Linked DNA regions of Gossypium hirsutum: region 2 is linked to region 1. Evidence: chromatin contacts called from public Hi-C data. All regions are on one chromosome and are shown on one strand. The core of a region is the stretch at or near the end of the contact, and the rest is flanking DNA. Distances in the headings are between cores, read along the strand shown. Region 1 holds the start of LOC107932612 (photosystem II repair protein PSB27-H1, chloroplastic). Region 2 holds the start of LOC121210944 (ELMO domain-containing protein A).

Region 1 (6,919 bases), core at 349-2,848:
GACTTTGATAATGGAAAAGCTAGTCTCAAGGAATTAATGCCGGTTTTAAAATCATGGAAAAGGGCCATGGCCCATGGGTTGTTCTGTACCACTGCCAATTCTAACAATTCATCATCGTCATAATAGTAATGATGGAGGATTTATTTAAAGCCCACTTAAACTTTGAAATGATCTTTGAGAATAAAATTAGGTTTCCAAACCATGTAGAAAAATGCTCAATATAATCTTTTAATTTTAACACACTCGGTTTGGTTAATATTTAATTAAATTATTATTAATTGAATTAACTAAAATTATAAAATTTCAACTGTTAAGCTAGCCAAAAATTTTCAAAATATTGTCAAAATAAGTTTGGTTAATCAATTTGACCGAAATTTTTACTTTTTTTTTTCAAATAAATTTGAAACATGAAAAAAATACCATTACAATGTTATTTTTCTTTGCTTTTAATTCAAAAAAGAAAGCAAAAATAACAAAGAACACAATAATAACACTAATTTAAAATCATCATAACAAACATTGTATTGAAAACAAGAAAATTTGAAACTTAAGTGATGAAATGAAAAAAAAAAAATCAAAAAGGTCAAGAAGAATAGAAGATGGTTTGGTGTTAAGCGATGCCCATCCGAGCTTTGTTTTGAGTTTGACAACGGGAAGACAAAATATTAGGGCTTCTTTCTTTTATTTTTTAATTTAAAAATATATAAACTATTATGATTTTAGGCCCAATATATCTTTCATTTTTATATTTTGGGCTTACATATAAAATATTGAATCTATTTAATATATTGGGCCTATAATATTTTATTGTTAATAATTTTGGTTGATCGGTTAATTACTCGATTTTAAATTAAATTAACTGTTAATTAAAATTTTAAAAATTCTTAACTGACCTCCTATTGAATTAGATTCAGTAGTTGATTCAAATAATTAATTTAGTTAAAACCCAATTATGCACACTCATATTATTCGAGGTTATAAGCAAGGTTGTGTATTTCGTATTGGTATCATTTGTACCAACTAGAATGTTTATTTTTATAATATTCTAAAATATATAATAAAATTTAGGTTTTATTTAGGTGTAAGTAAATTTCATTTTGTAGTGATGCAATATCAATCAATTTTGCTCTTATAGAACATTACAAAATTTTATTTATTTTTGAATAGCTGAATGCTGGATTAGTATATACTTAGGGTTAGTTTAGCATTGTTAAGTGCTTTTGAGAGAAAAAATACTTTTGAAATAAAAATATTACTAAAAAAATGCTTTTAAGTTTTTCAAAAGTGTTTTTGGCACAAAAAATACTTTGAAAAAACACTTTTTTTAGTCAAAAGTAGAATTTTTTTTTAAAATTTTGCTCAAAAGTACTTTTTTGTCCAAAAACAGTTTTGAGAAGTAATGTTTGTTTATTTTGAATTTGTTTAAAAATAGGATATATTTATGAAATTCATTAAAAATATATTTTATGTAATAGATTTATCTACTCCATTTTTAATATTTATAAATATTTTTATACACAATTATAAAATATTTTTCAACATAACGACAAATTTGAAAGATATTGATATTAATATATAGCAGCACTATATGTACATCGATAATGACTATCTTGAATATAAATCAAGTTTAAGACTTGAGCACATTGATGAAATTAAGCCTCAAATGTATTGCCACTTGGAGGTTCTTAGAAATATATCTAAGATATCATTGGGTCCATTCTCATCCAAAATTGGATAAGGTGATAAGCCCCCACGTAGCACAAACCCAAAGCTCTCCTCTTTTCATTTCTCAAGCTACCAACACAAGTTCACTTGCCAACCAAAAACCATGGCGTCCCCAACACTTGTAACCCCAACTTCCAAGCTCAAACCCCTTCTTCTCATCAAAGCCAGAGCCACGCAAACACCGCCATCACTGCCACCGCACCAGCGACCCTTACGGCGTCAATTCTTGTGTCTTGCTGCTGCTGCTGCTGCCGCCACCACCACAGCAGGTCTTGCTCTTGGAGGGGTTCAGTCAGCATTTGCTGCCTCGGATGAGGAGTACGTGAAGGAGACTGCAGAAGTGATCAACAAAGTGAGAAGCACCATCAATATGGACAAGAATGATCCCAACATTGCTTCTGCTGTAGCTGAGCTTAGAGAGGCATCCAATTCTTGGGTGGCTAAGTACAGAAGAGAGAAAGCTTTGCTGGGTAGAGCTTCTTTCCGTGATATGTACTCAGCATTGAATGCTATTTCTGGCCATTATATTAGCTTTGGACCAACTGCTCCAATCCCTGCAAAGCGAAAGGCTAGGATTCTTGAAGAAATAGACACTGCCGAGAAAGCTTTATCGCGGGGAAGATAAAATCACTATTACTCTCACCATATGAAGCCCGATTTTTGTTTTCTTAAAACATGGAGATTTTTAACTTAATTTATGGAGTTCGAGATTGTAAATTGAGTTTCAGTTTGTGAATTAGGACAAGGTATCTTTTTTCCATATCATGGTTATAAATTACGTACAATATATATTTATATATGTTGCTAGGAATTGTATATCGACAGTCTTCCATATTGTCAGTTTATGGATATCCATCAATTTTAACATTTGAAGAATTGTATCTGACATGTTTATTCCAGGTAATTAGGGCAAATTTCCTCAGCCATCAACACTGCTATAATCATATTTTTAGAAAACAATAAAACATTAAACAGGTTTCAACCCAAAAAAAGCATTAAACAGGCAGGGCAGAAGAGCATAAGCTTGTAGAGATTTAAGAAGTGGTTTTATAGGTCCCAAATGATCCTTCCTCAATCAAAAGCATAATCCAGAATCCATTTTTGTGTTCATCAGTAAGAATGGATCCTAGCATGCACAAGCAATTAGGCCCATTTCAGGGCTTAGGCTGGTTTGTCAACCATTCTCTTGGTTGAGTTGTAGTTTCACAGGCCCGAGTCAAAGCCGGTGACAATTGTGAAAAAAGCATATCATGAAGGTCAATCGATTAAATGGGTTTCATTTGACCCACTTGAACTGACTTGATTTGTGGAACATGTGGAAAAGCCCGTCTACTTGAAACCTTAGTGACCTAGTGAAACACTTATGAAAAATTGGATTTCTTTGGTAAATATAGAAACTAATTTTAGAATATTTGTAATCTGATAAGATTTGATTTTGTAATATTAAAGGATTGAGTCAATCTCTTAAGACTCTCAATTGTAGATAGGTTTTAATCTCAACCGTCAATGTAACTCAATTTGTACTGTTCACTTTGGGGGAGCTCAACTATAAATAGAGGTTTTCCTCCTCATTTGTAATTATCCATTGTATCCAATTCTTTGTATTATTTTTGGAGTAATAAGAATACTCTTAAAGCATTTACTCAAACACTTGGCGTACTTTTGCTTTCTTGTGGCATTTTCTATTCTTTCATTGCTCTTTCATTTTGAGTTGCTTCCACTTTTATTTTCAGTGTCTTGGAGAATTTCTGTGAGAATTCTCACTTTGCAAGAGTGAGGCTGACTTAGGCAAATTTAAAACCAAGAAATACCCTAAGCCCGCATGGATTGTGAGACTAAAGTTCTAGCCATATGATAGTTGATATCTGAGATAAGGTTTCGAAGGCATCGATCGAGATGAAAAAAGGAGTAAACGATCAGATTGAGCCAATGAAGACCTGTAGGAGGTCAAGGAATGCTAGTTGATTAAAGGACATGTTGTTGGCTTTGAAAGAACGAGTCATCAATCTCAAAGAGTCCATGGGGGATATGGGGAGGCACTTGAGGTAGTTGAGGGAAGTATTGCAAATTTGGACTCAATGGAAGAGCAAATCAGAAGCCATGTTGGAGTCTCTCGATTCCAATGTGGAAGAGATGCTAGGGGTGCTCAATTCCACTACAGATAAGCTGACAATGGGGGATGATGCTCTCGAGGTTATGGTGATAACTTTGAAGGAGGAAATAATAGCCAAGACGAGGACTTTGAGCACAAGAATTGAGGAGCTCGAGGGAGAGCTTACTGTGTGTTGAGCCGCCGTGGGTAAAACAGTGTTGGGTGCAACACTAAACCATGAGATAGATGTCCCCAAATTGGATAAGTTCAAAAGGGAAAGGTTTGCAAGGGAAGCGAACAACTTTTTGTAGAAGATGGAGCAATACTTTTGTGCTGAGGACATCAAGGATGATAATGCTAAGGTAAATACTACTGCTAGATATTTTATTGATTTTGCTCTTTTTTGGTGGAGGCGTAGGTCCATAAATGAAAAACGTAGTCAAGCTATAATTGGGACTTAGGAGCAGTTCCAAAATGAGTTCAATAAGTAGTTTTACCCCCAATATGTCAAGAAAGAGGCTCAATCTAAGTTGCGTTAGTTCTCGCAACAAGACACAATTCAAGAGTATGCAAAGGAGTTCAGTGAACTGCTGTTCCAAATTACGGATCTAAATGAAAAATGAGGCATTTTTCCATTTCATGGATGAGTTAAAGCCATGGGTGAAATAGGAAGTAGAATGTTGAGGGGTTTGAGAACTTTCAAAAGCCATGATCATGGCAAAGCCCTTGATTGGGCTTGTTTCGAAGAAAGACAAGTTAGAGTTTTCTCAACCAAAGGATAAGGGCAATGGTGGGGAAGATGAAGAATGACAAGTTGAGTACAACAATAATTGTGGCAATTATGAGAAACCATGAAATAGGAGAGGGAAGCCTAATAGCCTGAAGAAAAAGAAAAGAGAGATACAATGCTTCTTATGTAGTGCTCTGCATATGGTAAGGGATTGTCTGAAACGATCTGTGTTTTCTGCTATCAAATAGGATGATGAGCTAAAAAAAACACCCATGAGGCTTGGTTTGATCGTACGTGCCGTTAAATCTAAGAGGGACAAAAAGAGAAAAAAGAAGCTAGTGGGGTGCTTATGTAGTTGTTCACATAAGATGCAGCATTGTCTAGGGCAATCCAAGTTGTCCGCGATCAGTAAAGAAGTTGAAGAAGAGCCTAAAAAAGAAAGGTTATCGAAGCTTGAATCAATGATACTAAGAAGAGCCTAAAAAAGAAAGGTTATCGAAGCTTGAATCAATGATACTTAATCATGCTAAAGCGAAGTGGGGTCGCAAGCTAGAAGGGTTGATGTTTGTGGATATTAACATCGCAAGCTAGAAGAAGAGTGCTCTTGTTGATATGAAAGCATCAGACTTGTTTTAATTAGAGAAAGCTGTGGGCAAACTTGGTCTCTCAATTAGAAGATCGACTAAGAGAATCAAGATGATTATTTCCCAATAAGTCTTTACTGTGGGAGTAGCACAATGAGTTAAACTACAAATCGACAAGTATAAAGGCAAAGAAGATTTCGATGTAATACATTTAGGTGATTATGACTTAATTCCTTGATCAGATTAATATTGTCTTGGCTTCTTTTGTTGATTGTGTTCATATCTTGGATAATTGGAAAGCATGATGTGTTGTGCCGGTAAGTCAAGACATAAAGGTTGGGACCAAGCTATTATTGACAATCCAGCTAGTTGAAGATGTTCATGGTGGCAAAACATTGACTCAGTAGATCGGAGGAGTGCTAAGGAAGCCTATTTAGAAATACTAGTGGGGCAGAAAACCGATATGTAGCATGTTGGGTCATTAGTGGGGCTATTTTTGGAAATTATGTTTATATTTGTAGTAAACATGTAATTATTTTCAATATATTTGAATGATGAATAAATAAATAAATAAATAAAGTTAATTTAACATTTCACTATTATATCTTTTGTGTTTTTGTCTTTCATATTTTGCATGCATAGCAAAATTGTGATAAGAAAATATTAGCTCGTTAATTGTCTAAGTTCAAATTGATAAGTGGTACTGTAAGAACGTTTACATTGTGAGAAAGACAACTTACTTCAGTAGATAATCTAAACGAGCTTATAATCCTGTAAAAGAATCAAAGTGAGCATTTGATTTAAATATTTAAAAGAATTATTATGTCGTCTAAAATTCCAATTGAGGAGATGTCTAGTCTTGGCTATCGGAGCAGTTGACTCCACGAGTGGAGACATAAATGTATTTATTGAAAGAATGATACATTAGATTGGACCCAAGATGAAATAATTCTAAATTTGTTTGTGAATTAATTTACTTGTGACGCTCATGGTGTGATTTACCTAAATCTTGAGTTAGTTACTGATCATGTGTATGTAACTCATGTGCTTTGATATAAGTGGAGGCTTATGCTTTAAAGATGATCAAACCCATAGTCAGTATGTTGAGTACATGACTTGTGTATGGCATGACTTTACTAGCAATATTAGAATTCATAGCTCGATTAAAGAGTTAACGATATCATCTCATTGGCATTGTGTGGATTGATAAATGTGGAACATGGCCATGGGTTGCTTGTTCGAGAACAAGCAATTTATCATAGTCATTTGTTGATAGTGATCATATTGATCATTAAGAAGACACAATGGTAACAATGAGATAAAACAAGATTCTATTAAGTGAATGAATTTAACCCAAAAGAATTAATGATATCATATGAGGGTAACACACAGATGATGAGGTCATTGGACAAAGCAATTGGATGAATTGCTTTCATAAAGAGTATACAATAAGGTGTTTTCAATCATGATACTTCTTATGAACGGACTTCATAATTAAGTAAATTGCGAATTAGTGGAACGATGCTTTTGGACATAATTGTAATTACTATTGGCTAATTGTATATGTTCAATTGGTCCCTCAACTAGCTCAATAAAAGCTTAATGGACTACCTTTAAATCAAAAGAAAATTCTATGACTTTGGAAATAATTTAATTGAATCGATTTATTAGATGTGGAATTAAATTAGGTAGTCGTGAGAATTGTTCAACTAGAGAATTTGATTAAAGAATTTTCTTGAAAAATAATTTAGAAAATCTTAGTGATTTTTGAGAAAATTAATTTTGATA
Region 2 (6,205 bases), core at 2,863-5,362, 200 kb after region 1:
TGCAAAATTTCAAACATTCAGATCTTGAGACCACTTACAAGGAACTGTGAAAACAAAAATCAGTTTCATAATTCCAACAGTGCTTGAGCATAAAGTACTGAGATCCTCGTTCCTGTTACCTCCTAATAGTTTCAGGAAATTTAATCCTGGTAGATTTTTTGGTTTTTCTGCAAAAAACAGAGAGAGGATAGGTCACATAACAGCTAACCTATTTTTACTATGGATCTTAAACTATAAAATATGTTAGCATTCTAACCAAAAAGATCCTCTACACCTGGCAGACCATTCAGAAACTTGAACTATTGACCTCCATGCAAATAGTTGAAAAATATATAGGATAAGATCAATGAAAATATCATTATGAAAGATTGTCCTACCACATGAATAGCCCATTGAATCTACAACGCTTGTTTTCATGAGTATATCAGAGGACACTCAACAATTACCGGAGAATGAAAATTGCTGATAAAAAGGACTTAGAAAAACTTTATTTGAAACTATACTTGTGTAACATATTGTTATATTGAGCTTAAGTTTTTAGAAAACATGTGGTACATGAATAAGAAAGTTTAAAATTTTTGAGAAAACCTGAATATAGATCCAACATCTGAATCAACATAAAAGATACATTGATGCCAGCAACGGCGAATGGGTATTCCCAAGTTGCTCTGTCTCCTTCTTCCTTCAATAATAACCTATGAAAAGATGCCTTCATTTTGTATTTTTATATAATTAGTAAATAAGCCAATTTTCTTGCAAAATCTAGACATATAAAAGGCCAAAACAAAAGAGAAGGCTCACCGGAAAATTTTGGCCAAAAAACAACAAATTTTCAAGTGAGATAAAACCGCAACCCCTACAATGAAAAGTTCACTTTTAGACAAATAAAATTCAATTTTGAATGTAGAAATTAGGGAAAAAGACTGTTGCATTGAAGTGCATTTGCCAATTACTGTATGCCGTTAGTTGCATATCCTTTCCAAGCCTCCTCAGGCAGCAAGTTAAAAAGTCAAAAAAGAAAAAGAATCAAGAAATTTACCGAAAGTCAGTTGATGGATTAGGACCTTGCCACCCCATATCTTTCCACTGTTCAGAGATCAAGCCTGTTAGAACAACATTTGGAAAGGCAATGTGCCACAATTTTATGAGAGCTTTCTGTGACACCAAAGGATCATGAGATCAGTAATCATCTAATTTATACAGGATTTAAATTGATTAAAATGAAACATGCTGAAGGCAGAAGACCCCAAACCATAGCTATTTACAAATTGTAGAAAATTATGACAGATAAAAGAATAAATTACATAGATATGATTTTTCAAGATCTTCTGGTAGGAAAAATAGTTTTTATTTACGACGTACAACCATGTCTGATCATAGTTAGAAATTCTAGAAAACAATATGGATGTTAAAAGAATGAAGTGCCTGATGGTCAGGACGAGTCTCATCAAAAGGTATATGTAGTCGTTCTTGAAGCCTGTGAAGTCTTTGTTCCTGATCAGAATTTGAAAAAAAGTATATCAATTTTATTATCACTGAGGCTGAGAATGGAATTAATATGTGTATGTATATGAATACTATATATACATCAAAACAGATTAGCCTAACAAAATCAATACTTTAGTTCTGCATCAATTTTTCATTAGTGCAGGACAAATGCCACAAATTCTCTATGCACATCATTAAAATGAATACTCAAGAAATGATGGCAAAAACCAGTTTGGTTCTACTCAAGAACAGTCTGATGTTCTATAGTCAACCGTAGGGAGTTGGTTACATGAAGACATTGCATTCACTGTCTTGTAAGAGTGTACGTAAACCTTACCGGATAATAAATAATTGTATAATGAAAAAAAAATTAAACATAAGATTTTGAAGACATTAGAAAATCAGTCCTAATACTTAACATTCTCAATTACCTGAATAGGAGTCAAAGTGTAGCCAAGAAACTTCTCATTGCGCCTGTTTCCAAAGCGATTGAACAGCCCTCCTAGCCATGATTTAGGTCCAACCATAGCATTAGCTGCAACCATACAAGACTGATCAGTGATATTAAATAACGAGTTGTAGAATATTTTGCGAGGCAACGTGCATTTCAATGTTGAAATAAGTTGACATGGTCTTAAACATGGCATGTTACACCCTTTTGAGTAATTTTACTCTTAGTTTCTCTACACTGGAGATGTTGAGACTTGGCATAGAGGAAAGGAGAAAAGAAGCAAAATATACCTATAAAGAACCAATGCTAATAATAAAGAAAGCTAGAAAAACGGGGCAAATTTCTAGGTTAGCAAATTTGAATTAGCAATAGGTTATGTTGTGTTCTACCTCATAAGACTTTTGTTTTCAGCTCTCCTAGTATTTTGAAATGCCAATGACATGTCAGTCTAGAGCTAACTCTACCCATTATCATGGAACCTCATGTGATATATGAAGAGCTCAAGGCAACTCATGAAGTGTCAGAAGATTAGATGATTCTAACTAGTTAAGCTGTACAAATGTTTCCCTCCATTTGGCTACATATTAAGCTACATAATGATGTTGATTTCAGAAAGCATTGTATGTCAATGTAAAGTAGGAATTGAACAAATATACACTTGCATACCAAACATACTAGGTAATGAAGACTATCCTAATTTGGAGCGCCAAAACATTGGAATGCTGAAAGAATTTATTAGGAAAATCTACTCACTAAAACATTGAGCTAACTGTGATAGTAGGTGAGTGGAATTGTGTGGCCATTCCAACTCTTCACCGCCCTTCTTTCGGCTCCAGTAAACTTCATCCTCATCAACCTACATTTCAATTTTCGACAAACTAGTCAATACCAATTAGTTGCATAGAAATAATAGTGGCATTGTCCAGACTGAGAATGATAGGCTGCAAATTCATTAACTTGTTTCATAAGGTTGAAGGTTCAATTTGGAATCTAAACGGTGTATTGTAGATTCCCATGCATATAACTAAGCTCTTAACTATTCATCATATAATGCAATGCATTCATTCTGACATAAAACAGAACAAGAGACATAATTACTAAATGCAGAAATGGAAGAAATATTTTTAAATATAAATAGCAGGAACTCAATGAATATAGATACTCCTAAAGTTATAGCCTTGTTGATTGCAAGCAACCAAGCTTTATATATATATATATTTGAAAAAAGGTTATTGCAAATTCATGAGATTTGCCAAGAGGCAAGCCCAAATTAAGCTTGATAACAAGAACAGCTTAAGCTAACAGTTATATTTAATTAATAGGCTTGTAATAGCACCAGTGATCAAAATCAGAGACAGAAAAAGAGTATGGAGGGCTAGGGGGAGGATTACTCTGTGAAGAGAAGAGCAAGAAGGAAAGCATTGTCGACGCTTCCTTAATCTCATGAGAGAACCAAAAATAAAATATTAGATCCTTGCATTCCTTTTAACCTAACGCAAATGGGAAAAAAAATCCAAAAAGGATTGGAAAAATGGGTAACAAATGATTGCAGTAAACTCATGCGCCTCCATCCCTTTCAACCTTTCTCATCATTCCATCTCTCTGAAAGAGAGACGGGGTCAAGGAATATAATGATGACACAAACACAAAGATACCCAGAAAATGAAAAAGAAGAGTACATTTTGGGTTGAGATAAAAAGAAACATTAAGAAATAAGAGCGCAATCAAAGGTCCTTTTTGCATGTAAGAAAGTTTAATGGCATCCCAAAAGAACAAAGTGAAGATAAAAAGTTTTAAATTGTAATGCAAAAGAAAGAAAGGAAAGGAAGAAAAGTCATAAAAGGCAATAGCATATTCTCTTGTGAGGAAAACATTGACATGCAATGCATGACAAATTAAAACACAGGTAAAAGGAATAAAGAAAGAGTAAAAACATTTTACCTGGAAAGGGTTTGTCTACCTGTTACTGCTAATGCATGTGTTGTGAAGAAAATGGGGCCCGATTGCCAGATGGGCAAAAGTGTGGGGCAAGAAGTGATAGAGAAAGGAGGAAGAAGAGAGAGAAGATGAAGATGAAGAAAGGCAACATGTTTGGGAGAAGGAATTTGGATACATCATAGATGCAGTGTTATTGTTGTTTATTGTTTCTCTCTCTCTCTCTGCCACGAAGTTCCCGGATCACTTGCCTTCATCGTAGCACTCGGGAGGGATGGGGTGTTATATATTTTTATACTTTGGCTACCTACTAACTTTATAACATAACTCTATTTCCACTTTAAAATTTTTCATCTTCACTCCCTATTTGGAGAAAAGAATTACAAAAAATATATATATCAATCAATTTTGGTGAAATTTCCTTTTTAATCATTTAATTATAAAAAATTATATTTTAATTAGTGATATTATCGACTTATAATATTTTGGTTACTCCTTTGTTCGTTAATAACTGTTTAAGTCTTATCAAAAAAGTGAGGTGTCATATTAATTCAATGGTGACAGCTAAAACATTCAATTTGGTGCTTGTATAACATTTTTAACAATAATTTTGACAAAAAAAATTTTTTAAATTCTAAAAATATAAAAAATATATATTTTAAAAAATTCTGAAAGTTCATATTTATTTATTGAAATTATAAAAATCTTTTTTAAAATTATAATTATATAAAAAAATTTTAAAATTTCATACAAATTCTAAAAAATATATAATAAACAAAACACATATTTACATAATTATATAATTTTTAGAACCTTTGAAAGCTTCATTCAATGTTTCCTAACTTTAATTTCAACCGACAAAGTTGTTTTCACAGCATCAACACAAAGGTCTTGCCACGTTTCAAGTCCAATGGCAGGGATTTTAGTTCAAATGCCTAATACATAGGAATTCCCTAATATCCAAGATTTTCCTTATTCACCCACCAAACAAAAAAAAAAAGGTTGGCTAAAAAAACACCTCTAACGTGCTAAAAAAACACCCTAATTCTCCTTTTCCGTGTAATTAATTACAGCATTTCTCATTTCATTGGATGAATGTATTTCTCAATAAGTCTTTTTATTAATACAATAATTAGAGTCAAGATCTTAAATTAATGTGATCCAAAGAAATTAATGTGTTCCAAAAATTAATTAGTACATTTTCCAAATATCTTTATTTTCAACATTTTTAAATTAATTAGTGTAATCAATTTAGTCCCAAAAATTAGAGTCAACATCTTTAAAAAAGGGAAAAATTAATTTTGTTGTAATTAGTACATTTTCCAAATATCTTCATTTTCAACATCTTAAATTAATTAGTGTAATCAATTTAGTCCAAAAATTAGAGTCAACATCTTAAAAAAGGGGAAAATTTATTTTTTTTTGTAATTAATACAATAAATAGGCAGAGTTATAGATATATGTTTATTTTGATGAACATTAACAACACCCTAACGTAAACTCATATTATTATTAACAAAATTAAGTAAGTCCTTCTCACTACACTCTATTATTTGTAATTTTATTTTTTATAAATTTGTTCTAAACTGTTCTTTATTAAAATCTATTTTTCTAATTTTTTTCTTTTTTATTTATTAATTCTTGTATAAATTAAAATTTGTTTTAAATTTTTATAACTACTGATTTTTTCATCATAATTTGTAGTGTTCAACAAAAGACGTCGAATTTTTACGGAAGTAACTTAAATGAAGGCAATGAGATCTCTATGGCGACATCACCATTTTTTACCGATCAGGTATAATATTTATCATGATGTTAATATTTTTTTATCTTCATAATATTTAATATTTGTTAACAAAATTATTTAAATTTTAGGTGTTCGAGTCTTGTGAAGAGCTGATGCAATGGGTGCAAAACACGGCATTCTCTCTTGGTTATATCATCGTCACGAGAAGATCAAAAGCAAAGGAAAATGGTGTGGTGTCTTACGTCACACTTATTTGTGACCGTGGCGGTGAATACAAATTTAAAGAATCAAGTAAAAAGTCTGGCACCAAAAAGACCAACTGTAAATTCCAATTGGTAGGTTCTTATTTAAACAATATGATGGGTGGACATTGGGGGTGATATGTGATCAACATAACCATCCACCTGCACAACATATGGAGGGACATGTTTATGCAAGGCAGTTGAAAGAAAACGAAAAACAATTGTTGGTTGATTTGACGAGTAAGAATTTTACACCACGTGACATATTATTGACACTGAAGGAGCAGGACGAGAATAACGTTTCTACACTAAAAACCATATACAATGCACGGCAAAAGCTTC

Evidence for each region. Hi-C and Micro-C count contacts between places; a contact is called where the count stands out from the background.
Region 2: a contact with region 1 is called in a Hi-C map of leaf, with 1.9 times the contacts expected there. The contact joins the promoter of LOC121210944 here to the promoter of LOC107932612 in region 1. A contact is called at or near these places in 6 of 34 Hi-C or Micro-C datasets (leaf, petal and seedling).

Annotation. Positions count from the first base shown.
Region 1 is chrA12:87,348,490-87,355,408 of Gossypium_hirsutum_v2.1, forward strand. It overlaps LOC107932612 (photosystem II repair protein PSB27-H1, chloroplastic), which reads left to right and starts at 1,599. Exons shown (of 1, transcript XM_016864671.2): 1 at 1,599-2,592. The coding sequence starts at 1,829. The coding sequence ends at 2,350.
Region 2 is chrA12:87,550,486-87,556,690 of Gossypium_hirsutum_v2.1, forward strand. LOC121210944 (ELMO domain-containing protein A) reads right to left here and starts at 4,113. Exons shown (of 10, transcript XM_041082985.1): 1 at 3,881-4,113; 2 at 2,693-2,795; 3 at 1,920-2,023; 4 at 1,426-1,494; 5 at 1,040-1,155; 6 at 802-856; 7 at 589-709; 8 at 120-167. The coding sequence starts at 2,015.